2 separate regions of the Mus musculus genome follow, and region 1 is linked to region 2. The links are chromatin contacts, called in public HiChIP or PLAC-seq maps. All regions are on one chromosome and are shown on one strand. Each heading gives the region's core, a stretch centred on a gene start, on an enhancer-like site or on the middle of the called end of the contact. The rest is flanking DNA. Distances are from core to core; before and after follow the strand shown. Region 1 has its middle 17 kb from the start of 4930479D17Rik. Region 2 overlaps Itpr2 (inositol 1,4,5-triphosphate receptor 2).

What was found. HiChIP or PLAC-seq counts read pairs in DNA pulled down with a chosen protein or histone mark.
Region 1: a CTCF HiChIP or PLAC-seq map of large pre-B cells shows a contact between it and region 2, with 2.8 times the contacts expected there. The contact joins two enhancer-like sites. A contact is called at or near these places in 1 of 15 datasets of contacts at CTCF or cohesin (large pre-B cells) and 1 of 484 Hi-C or Micro-C datasets (the G1E-ER4 cell line).

Annotation. Positions count from the first base shown.
Region 1 is chr6:146,671,613-146,677,158 of GRCm38.p6, reverse strand. No RefSeq gene overlaps it. Among named protein-coding and RNA genes, the nearest start is that of 4930479D17Rik, 17 kb to the right of the region's middle. Within about 2 kb of position 1,803, at least 107 of the 459 cell types and tissues checked have an H3K27ac peak or open chromatin away from gene starts, as enhancers often do.
Region 2 is chr6:146,395,454-146,401,274 of GRCm38.p6, reverse strand. It overlaps Itpr2 (inositol 1,4,5-triphosphate receptor 2), which reads left to right. Exons shown (of 57, transcript NM_019923.4): 11 at 4,211-4,362. Among named protein-coding and RNA genes, the nearest start is that of Itpr2, 100 kb to the left of the region's middle. Within about 2 kb of position 3,319, at least 35 of the 459 cell types and tissues checked have an H3K27ac peak or open chromatin away from gene starts, as enhancers often do.

The DNA.
Region 1 (5,546 bases), core at 554-3,053, 280 kb before region 2:
CCCCGATGCTCAATGCTCGTAGAAGTACTAGACACAGAATCTAGAGTGTCATGTGCTTCACTCACCAACCCAACAAACGTTTATCTATCACCTCCGGTGGGCAGCCGCCAACGTGTTAGTGTTAGAAACTAAAAGCTGCACCAAGGAGGCTGCTGCTCGCTGTAGCTGCACCAAGGAGGCTGCTGCTCACTCTTGAGAATTTCAGTCTCATTCAAACAAGGTGAGATTCTGGGGATGATGCTGGGGTGTAGCTGCTGTTAGTAATAAAGGAATGAACTTTTCTAAATCAATGCTTCAGAACTATCTATACACTTTAGAACTATAGCAATGTGATGACCTGTGACCTTTCCAAACCGACTGATTCCTTCAGCTGGTGAGAAATATCCCAGAACATCATACATGCTGCTGCTCAGTGGTCCACCCCCAGATGTCCCAATTTTGCTTCAATGCCCCTCTCCTCAGCCTCCACGTAAGACCACATGCCAGTATATAACATGCATTCTCTGAAAAGTGGCTGGAAAACTCACGTGCTCAACTCACGGAAGCGATCGTTGTAGCTCCAGCCAGCCACCTCCATGAGCTCTTGGACCTGTGTGCTTGCTTCTGATAGTTTCCCTCCTTTTTAAGCCTTCTGATTGTCCTTGTAAAACTACATATACATCCTCTACTCTTGGGGTAAGCTTCCTTTCCTTTGGGGCGAGCTTCCTCTCCTCTTGGGGCGAGCTTCCTCTCCTCTGGTTCTTTCTGCTCTCTAGCGGAAGTCAAAGTCATTCACTGTTCAGTTTCATCAACCTCCAAATGAAAGTTTGCCGGCTGAATGCATCCACCAAGAACGTATACAGGTAAGTCTAAAACACAGTACCACGAGGGGCTCCCTCTCTGTGTGTGTATTTGTGCGTGCTCATGTATATGTAGGTGCGTGGGGGTACATGTGCACGTGTGTGTTCATGTGTGTAGATGTCAGAGATTGGTCTCAGGTGTCATTCTTCAGTGGCCTCGCATCTTGTTTTTTGAGAGAAGGTGACTCATTTGATCGGGACCAACAAGTTTGGTTAAGCTGAGTAGGCATCGAGCCCAGGATCTTATAAGGAGGTGACAAGTGTGCACAGCCATGGCAGCTGGGGTTTTGAGACAAGGTGTCTTCTCTGTGTAGCTTTGTGACTGCTGGGGACTGAATCAGGTCCTCAAGCTTGCATGGCAAGGACTTCACCCACCGAGCCGTCCCCTCAGTCCCTCTGCATTAAAGAGCACCTTGAGTCTTTGGAGAGGTGAGCACAAGACTGGAAAACCACCATTCGCTTCCAGAACGAAGACACACAAACTGTTTGACCCTTTCTGCTGGTACCCATAACTAGGTTCGGGAGCTATATTGAGAGATAGCATTTTTCTATGAAAACTGTCTGGCCAACCCTGAGCTCTTAGATCAAAGAATGTACTAGAGTCTACTCCATACCTAGCATCTGCATAAGCTTTTGGACATAGATTGCTTCTGATATCCCCTCTTTGCCTTTTAAAATATATGTTGTGAATGGCCTTGTGAATACATGCCAGGGTCTTCCAAGTGCAGAAGGGACAGACCAGTTATGATGATGTACATGAACATAGACGTGCTGGGATTCTAACTGTGTGATACCAAACAGACTAACTAACTACCAGGGCTGTTGGTGAAGTCAGAGCCTAAAACAATTAGGCAGAGCTAAACCAGACCAGCATAACAGACTTCTGAACTGGCACACAGCATAGACGGTGGTTCTCTTTATGTCCAAATATAGATATTGACTCACACAGTCTGGGTTACCATCTGAGGGCAAAATGACATCATCCAAGCAGGCAGAATGACATCATTCTGCCAATGTTTCTTGTCTGTCTGGCTTGGGGAACCAGGCGCTTTCAGTTCCTATTTCTCAGGATTTCCATTAGTTCCTCTGAAACACTCTCCTCCCTGAGAGAGGCTACATCAGCTTCTGCCTATCTTTAAATTTCCTTCATGTTGCAAATATTTTTCCATGTCTGACATGGTCACTGGTTCCCACCCTGTCTGTTCTGCAATTGATCTCAAAGGATGCACTAAGAGTGGTCCCGTGGAAACAGCCCAGTAGGTTTCTGTTTTGTTTTTCCTGGAACTATGTATAGTTGTTGAGCTGTTGACAGGCTCCCTTCCCCACATCTTCCCATGCTTGGCTCACAGTCCTTGAATTCTGTAAGTCTCTTCTTAGGAGCCTTCTCCTCTGTTTTCCTCTAGAAGTCGTCTTCAGTGTTATGTGTAGCTGCATCTCTACCCTCTGCTCTACCCACAAGCCCAGCTGGGCAGCACATCCCTGTTTGCCCACATTTTGCTCACCGTGCCTGTTCCGAGTATGAAGAATTGGCCCCCCGGGTTATGGCATTGTTTAGGCTGTGGAACCTTTAGGGGATAAAGCTGGAGAAAGTGGGTCATGGTAGGCAAGTCTCAAGGTTCTATCATCTGGCCTCACTCTCTCTGCTTCCTGTTCCTCCAGGTTGTGAGGCACCAGTCCCAGCTGCATATGCGTGCCACCAAGCACCTCTTGCCCTCAAAACCCTCCCTTAGGAGAGACTGCACTCTCAAACTGGAAGCCAAAACAACCCCCCCCCCCCGCCTCCCTTAGCTCACCGTTGCCAGGCAGTTTGCCACAGTGTAGCAATGAGCCAGTAGCTAAAACACTAGCCTTCAAGCCAACCTGTTCAGGTCTCCGCCCCACCCGTGGGCCCTCTATTTTCTTGGTTGTTTTCAGGAAAACACGCACGGTATACTGCAAGTCTGTTGAAGGCTTCATTACTTGTTCTTAGCAAGTCCTTCCTACTCCTCTCCCACCAAGGTGCCTTGCTGCCCTTGCTCGTGCCTCTTTATCACTCAGCTCTGCCTTCTACAAAAAATCCTATAAATCAGCTAGGCGTGGTGGCGCACGCCTTTAATCCCAGCACTTGGGAGGCAGAGGCAGGCGGATTTCTGAGTTCGAGGCCAGCCTGGTCTACAAAGTGAGTTCCAGGACAGCCAGGACTACACAGAGAAACCCTGTCTCGAAAAACTCAAAAAAAAAAAAAAAAGAATCCTATAAATTCTTCAGGATACAACTCAAGCACTCTGCTGCGGTGTTGTCTTTCTCTGCACTCTCCTGCTGGCCTGGGATACTGGGAAGCCGAGGCTTCCTCACTGTTTCCATACTTTTATTTTCTAGTTGACAAATGTAACAATTTGTTAATTTGTTACACGTGTAACAGTTCTTGTATTGTAGCACTCTGAGCCTTGCACCTGGCTCCCTAGTACCTTGTACCAAAGCCCCACCAGCACCACCTTACACAGTGACTTCTGGAGAGCTGTGACTTCACTGTCTGTCTGTTCCCATCCCTGCCACGGACCCACAACTTTGCAGGTCACTTTGCCCTCAATAAATGGTTTTCCCACTGAATCAAACTTACTTTTCAAAGATAATTGGTTGTTCTGCTGCCTAAAGTGCATGTGTATGTGTGTTTGAGAGACAGAGGGGAAGGCCTTTATCACAGATCACTGTATCTTGGGTCATTTTTAGATTTTTATGAAAAAAAACTGTCTTCCATCTGTTTACATCATTAAAGTGGAGACGGAAGGTGGCTCCTGCTTTCTTATCCCCAGGGCCCCCAAGGGCAGGTAGCATCACTGCCTGATCATCTAGTCAGTGTCTAACTTCGCTCTGGACAAAAGGCTCACTGAATTAAGTTGTATCAATTCTTCTACAACAGGAGGGTGTCATTTAGTAAATTTCTTCTTCTAGATTAAACAGAGCTTAGAAATATGTTACAATGAATGCCTGTAAGCTTTAATTTTGTTCAGCAAAATAAATGGTTACTTGAAAATATGGATAGCTCACCTCAAACCTGATGGAGCTGGTCTGCCGATGGCAGCTGGAAGGGCACAGCTTTTGGTCTGTCACCTGCCAGGGAAGGCCACCTTCAATAGTGGATGACACCCTCCTCTGACCAACACATTCATGCCACGGCACATGCACATTTGTACTCTCTCTCTCTCTCTCTCTCTCTTTCTCTCTCTCACACACACACACACATAGTTACTCACAAAATCAATTAAGTACAGGTTTTTTTTAAAGAAGTAAATACAAGAAGCTCCAATCAAATCCAAAACACCAAACATAAACACACACACAAAAGAGAAAAAAGTCATTTTTTTATAACTTTTGATTTTATTTCCATGTGTGTGTGAATGTAAATCACATGTGTGCGGGTGCAGAGGAAGGTGTCAGACCCCCTAAAGCTGAAGTTACAGGTGGTTGTGAGCCACCTCACCTAACTTGGGTACTGGGAACCAAATTTGACATATAAGCAGGCAAAACATCCATACACATAAAATAAAAATAAACAAATGTTCTTTAAAAAAAAAAATGACCAAAACCTGTCCCTGCCAAGGTGTTCTGTAGGCCATTGGCTGCCTTTTGTGTCTGGCAGCCACCCTTGTTTCTATCTCCCTGGGTCACATGATCCCTGGAGGGAAGCTGGGCACTGTGTGTGTGTGTGTGTGTGTGTGTGTGTGTGTGTGTGTGTGTGTGTTAGAGAGAGAGAGAGAGAGAGAGAGAGAGAGAGAGAGAGAGAGAGAGAGAGAGAGAGAGAGAGAGAAAGAGAGAAATAACTGGATAGAGTGGTTACCAGGTTCCTGGCTCACTAGTACAAGCAACTTGGAACTGGGCTTGTCACACCAACGTAGAGAAATCAGAGTGTGCACACTATGCTAACAGTTTTAAGCAGCATTGAGAACCGGGTCCCCAAACTGGACCAGTTAGCTGTAAGCAACCATGCTGACATCCCCACAGGAGTGCCTCAGGAGGCTGAGAGGGGCCTTTGTTCTTCTCCAGAAAGTCTAATCCTTCTGGTGACAGATGCTCTTGGGTGACCTCAGTGGACTTTTGAAGCACCTGTCTTCCTGCTGGTGGGTCTCTCACAGTAACCGTGGCCGGATCTCCTAGACCTTAACTGCCTATTTTGAGGTAGCCTGTAGGACGGGCTGCTATTGAATCCACCAACTTTGATTGAATTTTGAATTGTCTTGAATTCTTAGGATTCATTACAAAGCAGACTTTGGGCAAACATCTAAGAGAGTGTACCACTGTCAGTTTGAAATCTCCTGTCACCAAATGAATAATGAACTATATCTAATCTCACAGGAAAATGATGAAAGAAAATATCACACTCTGTAGAATAATTGTGTTTTGGAAAAGTACACTTTAAACTCCCAGCAGATCTGAGTAGAGGGTGTTCCCAACCGCCTCACATGGGGTTTTCTATTTTGAGTCTAACAAAAAAAATGCCCGGCATTCTGTTTCTGTCTGTGGAGACGGTCTAGGCTGTTTCCCCAATGCCTGTCAATTTATCTGCTTGAAACTCTCATGTGCGCAGCCAAGAATGCAATCACTGATTCTCAGATGATCCAGAGATGGTCAAGAATGGGGGGCCCAGATGCAACGCTGGCTCAGTCACTTCCACCTGGGAAACCCTGGGCAAGCAACCCCAGCGGACGGACGGACAGACAGACGGATAAC
Region 2 (5,821 bases), core at 2,070-4,569:
ACACTCACACATACTCACATACACACTCATATACACATACATACATATACTCACACAGACACTCACATACCTATACACACCCTGCACCTACATATGAGAACATGCACACACACTGATACTCACACACACTCACATATCCACACACTCATACACACATATACACACTCGCAGTCACCTATAACCATACACATATACTCACACAATACACACATTCATAAACACTCATACACACACACTCATATACATATACTCACACTCATACACACTCACACACTCACATACACACACTCCTGCACCCACACATGGAAACATGCACACACACTCCCATGTACACCCACACATACACAAATTTATGAAACATGCCTGTTTGGTAAGCAACTAGCATGTGCTAATAAGCAACCAGGTGGCGATCTGAGACCCGGGCTCCTGAGCTGGGTGTGTGTCAGAGAGAGCTTCCTGGCGGTGAACTGGCACCTGTTTAAGCTCCCTTGGTTACTTTTCCATTTTTATGATGGCAGGCAAACTGTGACACTTCCACAATTCTCTGCAGGGAGCTACAGTTCCTGTGTCCCCTTTTTTGTCCCCTTAAATATCGAGGGTTTTATAAGCAGAATCCACAAAGCTCATGAGTTTGGACAGAATTTTCTTTATGCTGTAAAGAGGCAGGGTTACCTTTCTATTATCGAAGCTACACTCATTAGTATGTGTATAACTAAAGCTTTCTGGTGACTCTGGCAGCCTTGACAGGCTGGGCTTGACATCCTGACACAAGAATTAGAGAGAAGACTGAGAGGGAAAGCAGAGGGAGGGGACGTTTCAGTGTGGCTACAGTGGGAGGAAGAGCAGGTGAAAGAGGCCAGTGAGCTCGCCTGTCTTCAAGGTCCTGACAGGAGCCTTGGCTCTAAACAGAGGACGACCTAGATGTAACCATGCAGCCCTGGTCAGGGCTCAGTCTGGTCACCACTTCTCAGACCAGGTTCCACAGGAGGTATGAAGAAGTTACTGTTGAGTGCACCACTCCGTTCCCACAAAATGATCGCTTCTGTTGAGAGTGTAGCTGAATGCCCTCATTGGTACTCGCCTCACTGGGGGACTGTGTGTCCTTTGTGGGTTTCTCTCGGGATCCAAGGTGGCTGCAGGCTCAGGACAATGATGTCTCTGTGCCTTTAGTCTCTGAGGGTACCGAGATAGGTAAGGGATACAGACGTTCTTTGAGTGTGTAGTGCCTACGTGCAGGGTCTGAGTGGAAATGAAGAAGACAGAAATGCAAGGTGTTTGGAGAGGCCAGGCTTCCATCCTGTCTTAAGCCAGCCGGTGACTCAAGGGTGGAGTCTCCTTAGAAAAACAGCTTCCAGGTGCCTGCTATGCTCATAATGCATTATACATATTTAATTGCTTAAAAATTCTAAGGGGCAGTCTTGATGCTTACTTCCAAACTGTTTATGAAATGGAGTTTGTTAAATAAACTAGCCAGAGCGTGGGAGAGTCGAAGCAGGAAGCTTCCAACAAGGCTCTTGTAAAAGTCATGTAGGCATGTCGGATGCTCTTCCACATACACAGTTGTGAAATTATTTATGAACAGACATTTTCTATGCATTAGAACTATTTTTGCAAAGGCCAATGGGAAGGATGGAGAAGGAGAACACACTCCATGTGTTCTATGTAGTTACAATAAAGCCACAAGTCTCCAATACTATTAACAATTTGCAGTGGTTTGTTTTAATTAACCCTAATTAGCACATTTTAAAAATACATATTTTGAAAAGAATCATTGCAGTGCAAGTGTCAAAATACAGAGAGGGTCCTGGCTACTCTGGTTGGGTCCCCGAGAGAGACATTACCAAGAAGAGCAGTAGAGTAATCTAGACCTGACATCTTGTCATTCTAGAAAATCCTCTGGTTAGCATTTCAAAAGTGGGGTGAAGAGAGGATTGAACCCCAGTATGAACTTACAGAGGACTGAAGTACAGGCTACACTGTCAAATAGCCCTAAATAGCTGCATCCGTTTAGCACATTTTCCCCCAAAGAGTATGGGCATCAAAAGCTGGGTTATACTAAGTGGAGGAGAGCTCAGTCAGCAAACTGTGACACAATGCATTCCTTTTAGTGATACAGTACTTTTCCAAGAACACTGCAACTTCTTTTCTACACCAGACTGTTGCAATCTGGCTCTCCTTTTGTGTAACTCAGAAAAGCTGGTCTCCCTGAGCTCAGTAGTATTTTGATTATAGCATCTCCTGTCTACATAAGCCCCTTATGGCCTACTGTCCTTTGAATGTCCTGCCTGTGTTGGAAACTTGATCGTCAATGTCACAGTGGGGTGGGGCTCTCTGGGAGAAGTGGGCATGAGGAGTCAGTGATGGAGAGACCTCACTCCCGGATTCCTGGGCTAGTGTGTTAGCGTGGCTTGTTGCAGAACCAGGCTGGGGCTTGGTGGTTCTGGCTCATGGGGTGGTAGTCTCCATGTCACAATGTAGCACCAAGGCCCTCAGAGCTGACACCTCCGTGTGCTTAGCCCCCTGCTTCCAGAATCGAGACCTAAGAAATTACCAGGTCTGTGGGGCTCGGTTGCAACAGCAGCAAGTGGACTGAGATATTGCTGGATCTCACTGCCTAGTGTCCAGGAAGATCGTTTAGGAGCTGGCTTTTCAGCTCTGTGCTCTTACATTCTTGGTCACCTCCTCTAAAGGAACAGTGCTCGACGTATCTGTGATTCTCTTGGTGTCAATAGACTTGTAGAATCCACAAGCTCTGCTAACAGCTTGTTGCCCCAGCTTGAGTATGCTCGATTCTCTGAAAGTTTTTATGTCCCTAAGGATGTAACTGAAAACAAACTTCCTATCCCTGCCCCACACTCCTTTCCCTTGAGACAGGGTTTCTCTGTAAAACTCTTCTGTTCTGGAATTCATTTTGGAGGAGAGGCTACCAGGTTGGCCTAGAACTCACAGAGATCCCCCTGCTTCTGCGTCTCAAGTATTGGGACCCCCCCCCCCCACTCTGACTTAGTCTCCTTCTGCCACCTTCTTCACCATAATCAGTGCTGTCTTTAACATCAGAGCTTATGGCAGCCTCTGTCTTTGAGAGGGAACTCCAGTTGGGAGCGGCTGCTCATGGTCTTAACTCCAGATTTGGCAGGCTGAAGCAGGAAGGCTGCTGTGAGTCTGAGGCCAGCCTGGGCTGCTTAGGGAGACCCTGTCTAAAAAGAAGGAAGGAAGGAGAAAGGGAGGGAAGTGTTTTATGTTGCACAAGTTCTTCCTTTGGTTCTTTACAAGAGGGTCACGTGCCCCTCCATCCCCTGCCCCCCCCCCCAACCTTCCTGCCTCTGTTACTGGCAGTCAGTGCTGTGGTTTCACAGTCTGGAGCCTCCAGAGAAAGCTGCTGCTCTGCCATTCACAGTTGACTGAAACTGCACGTTCTTTTTGTGGGCCAATGAATCTACATCCTTTAACTCACTTTCTTCCTCCCTTCCTCCTTTCCTTCCTTCCTATTGTCTGTAGTTTGTCCATCCGTCCGTCTGTCTGTCTGCCTTTGGCTTTTCCATGAATGGCTTTTTGACTAGTCTTCAGCCAGCCTGGGGTGCAGGTCTCTTTGTGAGGTGGGGATTGCATTTGTGCACTTGAACGTGACCCTGCATCTTTCTCACATCATCATGCCCACAGGAAGAATCCCCAGGCCATGTGTTTTCACAATACTTTACATCCCACCCACAGGATACAAGGGTTCCCTTGCTCTGACCTTTGGCCATTTATCTCTGGACTTAGGTCATCATGTCCCTAGCCTGGGAGGCTGTCTGCTTTGCTGTGGTTTTGATTTACCTCCCCCCCCCCACACACACATAACTGAGCATGTTTTCCTATAGTCACTGGTCATTTGTATGTCTTCTTGAGTCCGTGGCATTTAGAGAGTTCTGGTGACTTAAATGTGGAGGATCAAATCCTTATGTTGTAAATTGGTATACAGCCACCAGAGAAGGAGCCATAACTGCTGTGCCCAAGGGCATGCTCAGATTAGACTACCCCTCCCGGGAACATAGGCTGTACAACTGCCCATAATCATTACAAAGGCTGTGAGCCCTGGTCTTCTGAAGGGTGATTCAGGATAGACACTCCTGTAACCCAGTGAAGGAACGGTGAGCAAGCTCACACCTTATGTCCCTATTAGCTGGAGCAGTTAACACTAAATGTGAATAACCTTGGACCTCTTCCACAGAAAGACGGGGAGATTCCAACACCAAAGAAAAAACGCCAGGCAGGGGAGAAGATCATGTACACCCTGGTTTCAGTCCCACACGGAAATGACATCGCGTCCCTTTTTGAACTTGATGCCACAACTCTGCAGAGAGCCGACTGCCTGGTTCCGAGGTAAAAAGAAATACAAAATAAAAAAATAAATAAACAAATGAGTAAAAAGTTAGGCTGAGCAGATGTTTCTTTGAATAGTTTCCCCAACAAGTAAGGAATGAAAAGTGTAATATTGATACAAGTTTCACAGTAGAAGAGACCATGAGTGAAGGAAATGCTCGAAAAATGTTCTGAGTCTAAGGTGAACATGCTAACGTAGCTTATTTTATTCATATAAATAATTAAAATGAAAGGAGTTCTGAAAAATTTATTAGAATCATTTATTCACTTGAACCGCCTTTGGTCACAGTAATGAAAGGTAATCTAATAGCATTTAAAAATCTAAATTTTGTTTCCTTCGGTGTCAGATTCCCACTTGGCTCATTTCCTTGTTCATCTTGTTAGTGGCCCAGCTAGGAAGTTTCTGTTGGCTGTCAGTTTCAAGGCAGGCCTGGCCCTGGGCATCGAAAGGAGAAACAGAGTCATGGGACCAATAAACCTGTGAGCTGAAGTTGGTTTCGATTGTGGGTCACAACCAGTGCCCTAAGCCAGGTCTGGTCTCATGTGCTCAGTAAGCCAATTAAAAGAGCCAAATCAGAAGTGAAAAGCAGAAATGGAGATTTAGTTAGTACACTGGGAAGCAGAGAGGCAAGCGTCTCTTCAGAGTTCCATCTCCATGAGGCCTATAAAAAGATAATGAAGTGCTTCAAAGAAAAACCTCTGGGGGTGAGGTTAGGCCAGAGGGTGCAGAAATGGCCTCTCTGAGGAAAGACTGCATGGGCTGAGCGGTTCCCTTCGGAGAGGAACATTCTAGGCAGCAGAAGTAGGAGGGGGAATCAGCTTGAAAAATTCTAGGAGGCCAGTGTAGAGCGACCTAAGCAAGAGGAAGGGGCATGGGATGAGCCAGCCAGTGTTCGTGTAGAGAGGTTATTGGGTTCTTTAGCACGAGTGTGAATATTTTTGTTAAACTTTTTTTTCCCTAGACACAGTGTATCTTGTCCATGTTGTTACACATGTGGGATGGTTCTAATTTGGCTGTGATGACACAGCGTTGAAGTTGGGCCTGCCAAATGGCCGTGGTTAGCTGGAGGGACCACACAAAAATGCAGACACATATCTTTAGTATCACAGAGGTTCCATGATTACCTTGTTTGTGAGGGGAACTGCTGACTGGTGACCTGGTGTGAGCCCATCTCTCCTACACACTTGCTTAGCAGTGTAGCCTGTGAAGACACGCCCTCTGCTGCTTTGGCCAAGTGTCTGCCTTCTTGTATGGGGATCTTAATCATTACTCTGACTTAAGTCATTCTAGATCCAAGTCAGCAAAAATGGGATCTATCTTGAATTCAGCGCAGGAGAATTTGTTTAAGGAAGTGGCAAGCACCCATGGTCAGGTGCATAGACCCACCACAAGGTTATGAAGTCTTGCTGTGCCCGTGTGTTAGCTACTGCTGTTCAGAGTGCTTGAAGTCCTTTTCTG